Regions from separate parts of the Mus musculus genome. Here region 1 is linked to region 2. A link is a contact called in public Hi-C data. All regions are on one chromosome and are shown on one strand. The core of a region is the stretch at or near the end of the contact, and the rest is flanking DNA. Distances in the headings are between cores, read along the strand shown. Region 1 overlaps Agap1 (ArfGAP with GTPase domain, ankyrin repeat and PH domain 1). Region 2 overlaps Agap1 (ArfGAP with GTPase domain, ankyrin repeat and PH domain 1).

Region 1 (3,745 bases), core at 550-3,049, 69 kb after region 2:
ACTGAAGGGGGGGATCGGAGACGGAAAAAAGGCCTTTGCTGGGCTGACCAGAGTCCATCTGCAGTTGGGTGGCATCTGCTCCCCACATGTCACTTCCCTCATTAACAAGCAATTGAATTAATTAAATGCTACTCAGAACACGCATAACAAGCTACCGGCAGTGTCCAAATTAGCACTGATAATCAAGGCTGATTCCCTTTATTATCTTCCTAAGTGGTGTGCACACTCTGCGCTCCCTGTCTGCCCTCATCTATTTACATACCCCAGCTTCTGCCTTTGCACGGGGAGGTGATCTTACCTAGTTAATTTGCCACGATCACCAAGCATGGCGGATTGATGCCTGCCCGGCCACCACTGCCACAGCGTGCCTGTGGGGGAGCCCCCTCCCCGGTTGCCCTCCCCCAGCCCCAGCCTTTGTAGCTCACGCTCCCTGATAAATTAAAGGCCACCCCTGTGGTCTCTCAAGTGAGTAATAGAGGCAGAAATTTCATTTTGCAACTGGCTGATTTAATGATCCGAAGGGTAATTAATGGCCTGATTATCTTAATGTTAAATATGTCCGGCAGCAATTACTGTGACCTCCCGCTTGTCAAGGTCCGGGCTGTGCTCTTCTTTCAATTAAGTTCTCTGGGGCTTAATGGCATGAATAAACTCCTCTGATTCTATCATCCTGGACGCAGAGGGTTCAGGGAGCTGGGGGCTCGTTTGGAGTTTTAATCAGCCTGTCTTCTCTGGCGACCAGAGTTAACAGTTATAACAAGGGCAGTTTAACTTTCTGCTTTGCCCACGCAGACCCCTTCGCACGCGTGCACGCGACGCACATCTTTTATCTCGGTTATTTTTCCCGTGTTTATTTCAGTGCTCTGAGGGAGAAATCTGTTTGTGGAGGAAGCCGCTGTGCTCCTGAGGGTTGTCTCTTCCAATATAAATTACCATGTGAACGCTGTGGTTTTTCTGTTTGACAGCCTTAATTAATTGGCAGGAGCCCCCGAAAATGACAGTGCCACTAATTGCAACTCAGAGTGAATTTCTGTCACCACCGCGTGCCTGTCGGCGGCCGTGCCCCAGCTCCAACCACAGAGTAAGGCCACCCTCCTTGTCCCCTGTGTGTCCGGCACCAGCCCCGGCATGGCCAGACTCCCAAGGAGCCGAGGCTCTGCGGGCACGCATCTACTCAGAGGAGTGACATTTACTGCCAATAAAGTTTATACATCCACGGCTCTGCAGACCCAACAGCTGCCTGGGGAACCTCTGCTTTTACTTAAGATATTTAGCAACTTCTCTTAGCAGCCAAGTTGGAATCCGACCGAAAGTGCCATAACTCTCGGGGCAGCCCTTCCTGACTGGACGGGGCCTCATTAGCACATTACTAAATATGCGTGAGTTTACTAGAGCACTGGCCCGGATCCCAAAGATTCCACTATAAGTATTAAGCCAATTAGGAAAATGTACAGATGAGGAGTGCATTAACAGTGCCTTAGAAATAATACCTATAGATTACAGTGACAAGGCACAGAGCCGAGCGAGGCCAGGCAGCTTGGAGGAGATTTGTGCTTGGACAGCGAGCTTCTGACAAGCCCCGAACAGACCAGCCCCTATCATGGGAAGGGTAGTTGGAAGAAGAATCTTCTAAGCGGAACCATAAAGGGTTTCCGTTTACAGAAGATGCCTGACTGGCATTCGCCTTTGGACAGGGTGGTATGCAGGGTTTCTTATGCCGCTCCCCAGAAGCCTGCTTATTTGTCTGATGGCTGTGGGAAGCCAGTATGAGCTGGAAGCCAGCCTGGCTGCCAGAGAGAGCATCTTGGGTTGGAAATCTGTGTTGTTGCCTCTCCGAAGTGTATCCATGGAAACAGTTGAGGAGCTTCTGGGTGTTAAGATTTGCAATCATGGCTGGAGGATGCCTCTCGGGCACCTCGGCCAGTTGAGCCTCTGTCCACTTGGGAGAGCTTGTGGAGGAAGGGGACAGAAAGGTTTTAACTGTTTTAGGCTTGAATTACACACCAGCCATATACTCCAAAGGCTCATGTCTTTCAATGCAGTTTTGTGGTTCCACATAGGAAATGCTCCTCTCCCTGTGTCCATCACGGAAGGGCAGGAGGAAGAACTTCCCCGGTGTCCCCAGAGCCCTGTCTACTTTTTCTGAGCACAGAGACCCTATGGCCTGTGGTTTGCAAACCCGACTCCTGGCGCTGCCCTTAGTCCTTCTGTACCTGTTCCTTCTCAGCTCTGCAGCTCAGGAGAGATCACATCCACACCGCAGCTAGAGACACTGTGGTGTTAGCAGTGGCCGTGACTCAGCCCAGCCAGGTTTGCACTTGGTTTCTCTGTCCTTAGCTGTCCGTCCTATGTCTGGGTGTGGGCATTAGTAAGCTCCTTCTATATGGTGATATGTCCACGGTGCCTTCCCACTAATAAACTCTCAAAGCCTCACAGCAGTAAAGGAAGAAAAAACAGTGAGGAACCGTTTGTTTCTGGTTGCTCTCACATGGCAAGCCTCTGCTCAGGAGTCAGGAGTCTGCATTCTCTACAGCCGGTACTGATCTTAAGTTCTCATGCAGAAAATTTAACCGAGAACCGTGAGCCACTGGTCACCCGGCAGAGGTGCTGGCTAAGCGTTCCACATGGCTACACCCTGTTCCTGCCCTGGCCTCCCTCTGCATGTGTCTCTGACCCAACTCCCTTTGTAAAAACGTGGAGGCTGCTCTTCACCCACTGTTGTATCTATATGATGAAATGTGGAGCCTGCCGGAGGATTCATAGTTCAGCATCTTCTATGATTCTGGTTTTCAAAGCCAGGGTGTTTGATCCTTTGTAAAATGAAACTAGTCATTATACCTACCCACTTAATCATGCAGACTTAATGCTAACAGAAAACAATATTTATGAAGTTTCTTATCTAGAAAGTACGCTGGACTTTGTTCCTGGATCCTGCATGCTGCTAGTAAGAGAGACAGGTAGCCTCTGTGTTCTCTCCTGGGTGCATGGAAAATGTTACCGGTGTTCTGCTCTGTGTCTGTACACTGGCTTAGCAGCATCAGTACCATCTAAAAAGCACACACCCTCGAGATGCACCCCAGACCTGTGCAGCTAGCATCCCAGGGGTAAAGTGCAGAGAGATGCTTTAACCCTGGAGGTAAGCTTTTGTTTGCATGATTAGAATGCCGATAGCCCTGCCTGTGGACTATCTGTTCTTTGCCACATGTTAGTCTGGCCCCACATATCCAGAGAATCATCCAGCAAGAGTTACAACCACTACTAAATAGAAAGTTTGCAATAAGTATGACTTTTCCCTCAGAGTTTCAGCTAAGATTCCAGGGAGTGGCCTCAGGGTGGTGGAGCATGTGTCAGTAACATTTGATCCACTTGTAGCAGCCCTGTTGGATGTACTGTCCAAGCTCAGGATGTCCTGTATCCTCAGACACCATCCTTAGCCCAGTTGATTCCAAACCATTCTCCCCCAGAACTGACCACCATCCTCTAACAGATCTACTTGCTATCAGGATCATTACCTGAAATGTAAATGCATTTTTTGAAGTATTCCAATAGAATACCATCCTTGATTATTGAAATAAGTTATGAACAACTGGATCACTGAGAGCAACTAGAATATTGTTTGTTTTTTTGGTTTTGATTTTAAGATAGGGTTCTTATACGTAGCCCTGGCTATCCTGGAACTGTTTTTGTAGACCAGGCTGACCTCAAACTCACAGAGATCCACCTGCATCTGCTGCCAGGTTGCTGG
Region 2 (3,601 bases), core at 166-2,665:
TTTGTTTAGGCAGAATATCATTGTGGCATGGCTGCCATCCCCCTGACTCAGCTCCCAGGGCAGTGCATCTAGTTTTTCTGTTTTTGTTTTCCAACTGATAATTCTCAATTGGTTTTGTTCCACTAACTTTCCCAGGCCCAAGACAGAGCTGTCCTAGCTGTCTGAACATGCGTGTATACACACACATGGTGGGGGTGGGCAGGGGGGGGTGGTGGCCCTGTTAAATCAGCAGTTCTCTGTGGTTCCCACACATACCCTTCCTGAGTGTCATCAGTGCTATGGTTCTCTAAGGCTGAGCCTCACCTGCCTTGTCCCACAACTCAGCCACTCTTATTGCTAAGCTACAGGGCCGTCTGTTCAGGGTCACTATAGATTAGTTCCAAGAGGAACCAAAAACCTTCAAAGCAATCCCTATGAGCAGAGATTGAAGGGCAGGGCGTCCTGCCCACTGGGTAACTAACCTCTGTCCCTTGACTGAGCCGATTGTCAGAGTCCAGGTGTGGCAGACAGGCTGGGGAATGAAGACTATCTTTTAAGTGGCCAGGCCTTCCTTTTGAGGCACCGGACACCATGATGTTATCTGTCTGCTGTGTCTACAGGATGCCACCCACCCTCAACAAAGGCTTGGGAACCAGGAGGCTCCCTCCTCATGACCCACCTGCCTGCCTCCTGTTCAGGAGAAATCTCACAGGGGGGTTTCCAACTTCATAGATGTTTACAAGGTGATGTTTCCTTGAGTATCAACAAGGGGAGAGTGGATTTTACAAATTAGCATTTGATTTCATTTTTTTTTAAAATATACCCTGGTGTTTTCCACAGTTAGCTTCAAATATAACAAAAGGTTACATGCAACCCCCAAGGGAAAATAAGCTGTAATTTATCATCATAATATGTTGGCAATTTATTTCCCTTATTACTCTGGCTGTAAAGACATGGAGGCAGATTAATCAACTGGTAGTTAGAAGTCCTGGGTTTTATGTTCACCTGTGAGTCTGCTACATGTGGGTATACTGGGTATATTGGTATTTTCTGCAAAGACTTGATTTTGTTCTATACACCAGTCACATTAAATAAGATAAAGGGGGGGGAGGGTGGAGACATTGTTCAGTGCTTAAGGACCCTGCTTGCTTTTCCAGAGAACACAGATTCAGTTCCTGCCACCAGTCTGTAAGCAGCCAGGGGATCTGATGCCTCTCTTTTGACCTCTGACACCAGACACACACATGCATGGTGCACAGACACACATAAATACAAACAGAACACCTATAGACAAATAAATCTGTATGGAAACATAGAGCAAGTAGGGGAACACTAATACATAAGAGACTGGCACAGAAGGTGAGACCAAGGCAGAAGGGAGGTGGCTCCCATCCCCATGGCTGCTAGAACTGGAACGGGCGCTGCCTGTGGTCTGTCTCACAGTGAGTCACACAGCTTTAGTCATGGCATTTCTGAAAGTAAATCTCCCAAGAGCCTCTCTAGTAGTTACCAAGACTTTCCCTAAGAAATAACCACTCTTTAGTAGAAGCAGTGTCTGTTTGGTGACAGCTCTGGTTGGGACATCTTGAGGTTAACCCTGCTGGATGGTGGTCATCAGAGAATACTGTCTGCAGGTGTTGCATAGTCTTCAGGCCTGAGGGAGGCTGAGGTGCAGTGTTGTCACCCCTAACCATCCCAGGTCTCCCCAACCTTGGGCTTTGGTTCAGTAGGCAGCAGTCACTGCCCTCTCGCTAATGCAGGCTGTGTGTGGATTATATTGTTCCCTAGAACCTCTGCGCTGCAGGCTGGAGCTCCTATTTTATTTGCTGTGTGTATTGCGGTCTCTGCAGAGCCTGGCTGGTGAGAGAGTGAGTCTGTCTGTCCATCCATTCCATCTGGTACTTCACTGGCCACATGGCAGAAGGCCCATGTGTTGCTACTTCTTCCTGTGTGTTTGGGGATGGGGGTGGGGGTCCTCCTGGCCCAGGCAGAGAAGAGAACAGGTGTGGCAGGTCCAGAGCAGGAGTTGAGGATTGGCTGTTTCACTTGGGAAGAAATTAAAATTAAACTGTATGTTGTAACCATGGCAACATAGCCCAGGGCCAACCTGGATTTTGAACTGTGTCTCTTACTGCCCTTATTTTGGAACCATGTCACATGACAGCCTGACTGTCTCCCAAAAATCATTGGTGGGGAGAGCTCTGGATTTTTAGAAGCAGTTTAGTAGTGTGCATCCAGTGTGCTGTAAGAAGCTATTTTCGCGGGCTCATGCCTTAAAGACTTCCCTGATGTTTAAATGCACGAAAGTGTTGATTTGTGACTTAAAACTGAAGCATGTGTAAGCAGTCGCAGATAGTCATGCCAGCCTGTGAGCTGAAAAAGAGAATGAGTCCTGTTGCTTATGTCTTTGACATGTAACCCTGAATCTTTGAGGCATAATGTCAAAATGAGCTTGAGTCCTTTCCAGGCCTGTGTTTCTGTAGGTCAGGTCCATGCAATGCTGTAGTATCATCAGAAGGTGGGAGTTAAGAGGCTGGGCCGGAAGGAAGCGGCTACGTATTTGCATATTTGGCAAATTTGTGTGTTTTGCACAGAACTAAAAATCTGGACATCTTCAGGACCCTGGACAGGGACACCCCAGGCTTAGCCTTCCCTCCGAAGCAGCGGGGACATCACTTCTTTCCTCCTTGTGACTTTCTATAGAAATAGCTAAGTTTCCAAAAGTGAGTGGAATCGTGCTATCAAAGAGCAGTCATACATCTAATTAACTTCTGGAGTTTTTCTCCTTGTCGATGTGCCTGGTCTCTCCCCGGCTGGTTCAGCCAGGGCAGCCAGCCCTCCTTGGGAAACAGACTCTTTGTAATTTAGCAGCTGTAAGCACCAAACTTGAAAAATGGCTGTGGCTGATTATGTAAAAAGAGACGAGGCTGGAAGGGAATGGGAATCTCTTGAAATGATTTCATTCCCACCTCTGTGCCCTGCTCAGCCTGCCTTTCTATCTTTCCAAGTACACTAGATTAATTTAAACTTTGTGCAGCTTGCATTCAGCTAAAAATCAACTAGAGAACGGCTTGATTTTTTGACCCTTAAATATCAAATCCTGACTGACGGAGCCCATTGCTTTCCGCTGTGGCACAGGCTTGCCCCAGCTTCCTTGGACAATCCATGTCCCTGACTGATCACTGTGTGGTCCTCTGAGTCGGGGGATGCCGTTTGCTGCCCACGTGTCTTTATACTGAGGGTACATTCCCCAAAGCCTCTGGTTATGAACAAGACCCAAGAGAAACGCAGAAACCCACAGAATGCAGGAACAGCATGATGTGGAGGGGCTGTAACACAGGGAAGCAGGAGAGGGAAGGATCTCGAGATTTACATGCTGCCCCCAGCAGGAAGAGCCATCAACCTGCCTCTGTATGGAGCCACAGGCTGGCAAGGGGTCTAGGTGGGGTAGTCACTTCACTTTCTACCCTAAACCCAGTCTTATGGCCCAAGACTGATACTGGCCTTTGCCCAAGGGTTCCCCCAAACTGTTCCCCAATCTCACTACACTCCAAAGTGGAATTTTTTTTCTTACATTTCTTATTTAATAGCTTAATACAATGACCTTCTCCCACCCCTTTAA

What was found. Hi-C and Micro-C count contacts between places; a contact is called where the count stands out from the background.
Region 1: a Hi-C map of cerebral cortex shows a contact between it and region 2, with 1.7 times the contacts expected there. The contact joins two enhancer-like sites. A contact is called at or near these places in 14 of 484 Hi-C or Micro-C datasets (the HPC-7 cell line, cerebral cortex, embryonic stem cells and 2 more) and 1 of 115 datasets of contacts at active chromatin or transcription factors (cardiomyocytes).

Annotation. Positions count from the first base shown.
Region 1 is chr1:89,848,257-89,852,001 of GRCm38.p6, forward strand. The region is part of intron 16 of Agap1 (ArfGAP with GTPase domain, ankyrin repeat and PH domain 1); the gene reads left to right. Among named protein-coding and RNA genes, the nearest start is that of Gbx2, 81 kb to the right of the region's middle. Within about 2 kb of position 1,800, at least 30 of the 459 cell types and tissues checked have an H3K27ac peak or open chromatin away from gene starts, as enhancers often do. A contact at or near this core is called in cerebral cortex, where this site is marked.
Region 2 is chr1:89,779,451-89,783,051 of GRCm38.p6, forward strand. All of the region lies in intron 12 of Agap1 (ArfGAP with GTPase domain, ankyrin repeat and PH domain 1), which reads left to right. Among named protein-coding and RNA genes, the nearest start is that of 4933400F21Rik, 97 kb to the left of the region's middle. Within about 2 kb of position 1,416, at least 25 of the 459 cell types and tissues checked have an H3K27ac peak or open chromatin away from gene starts, as enhancers often do. A contact at or near this core is called in cerebral cortex, where this site is marked.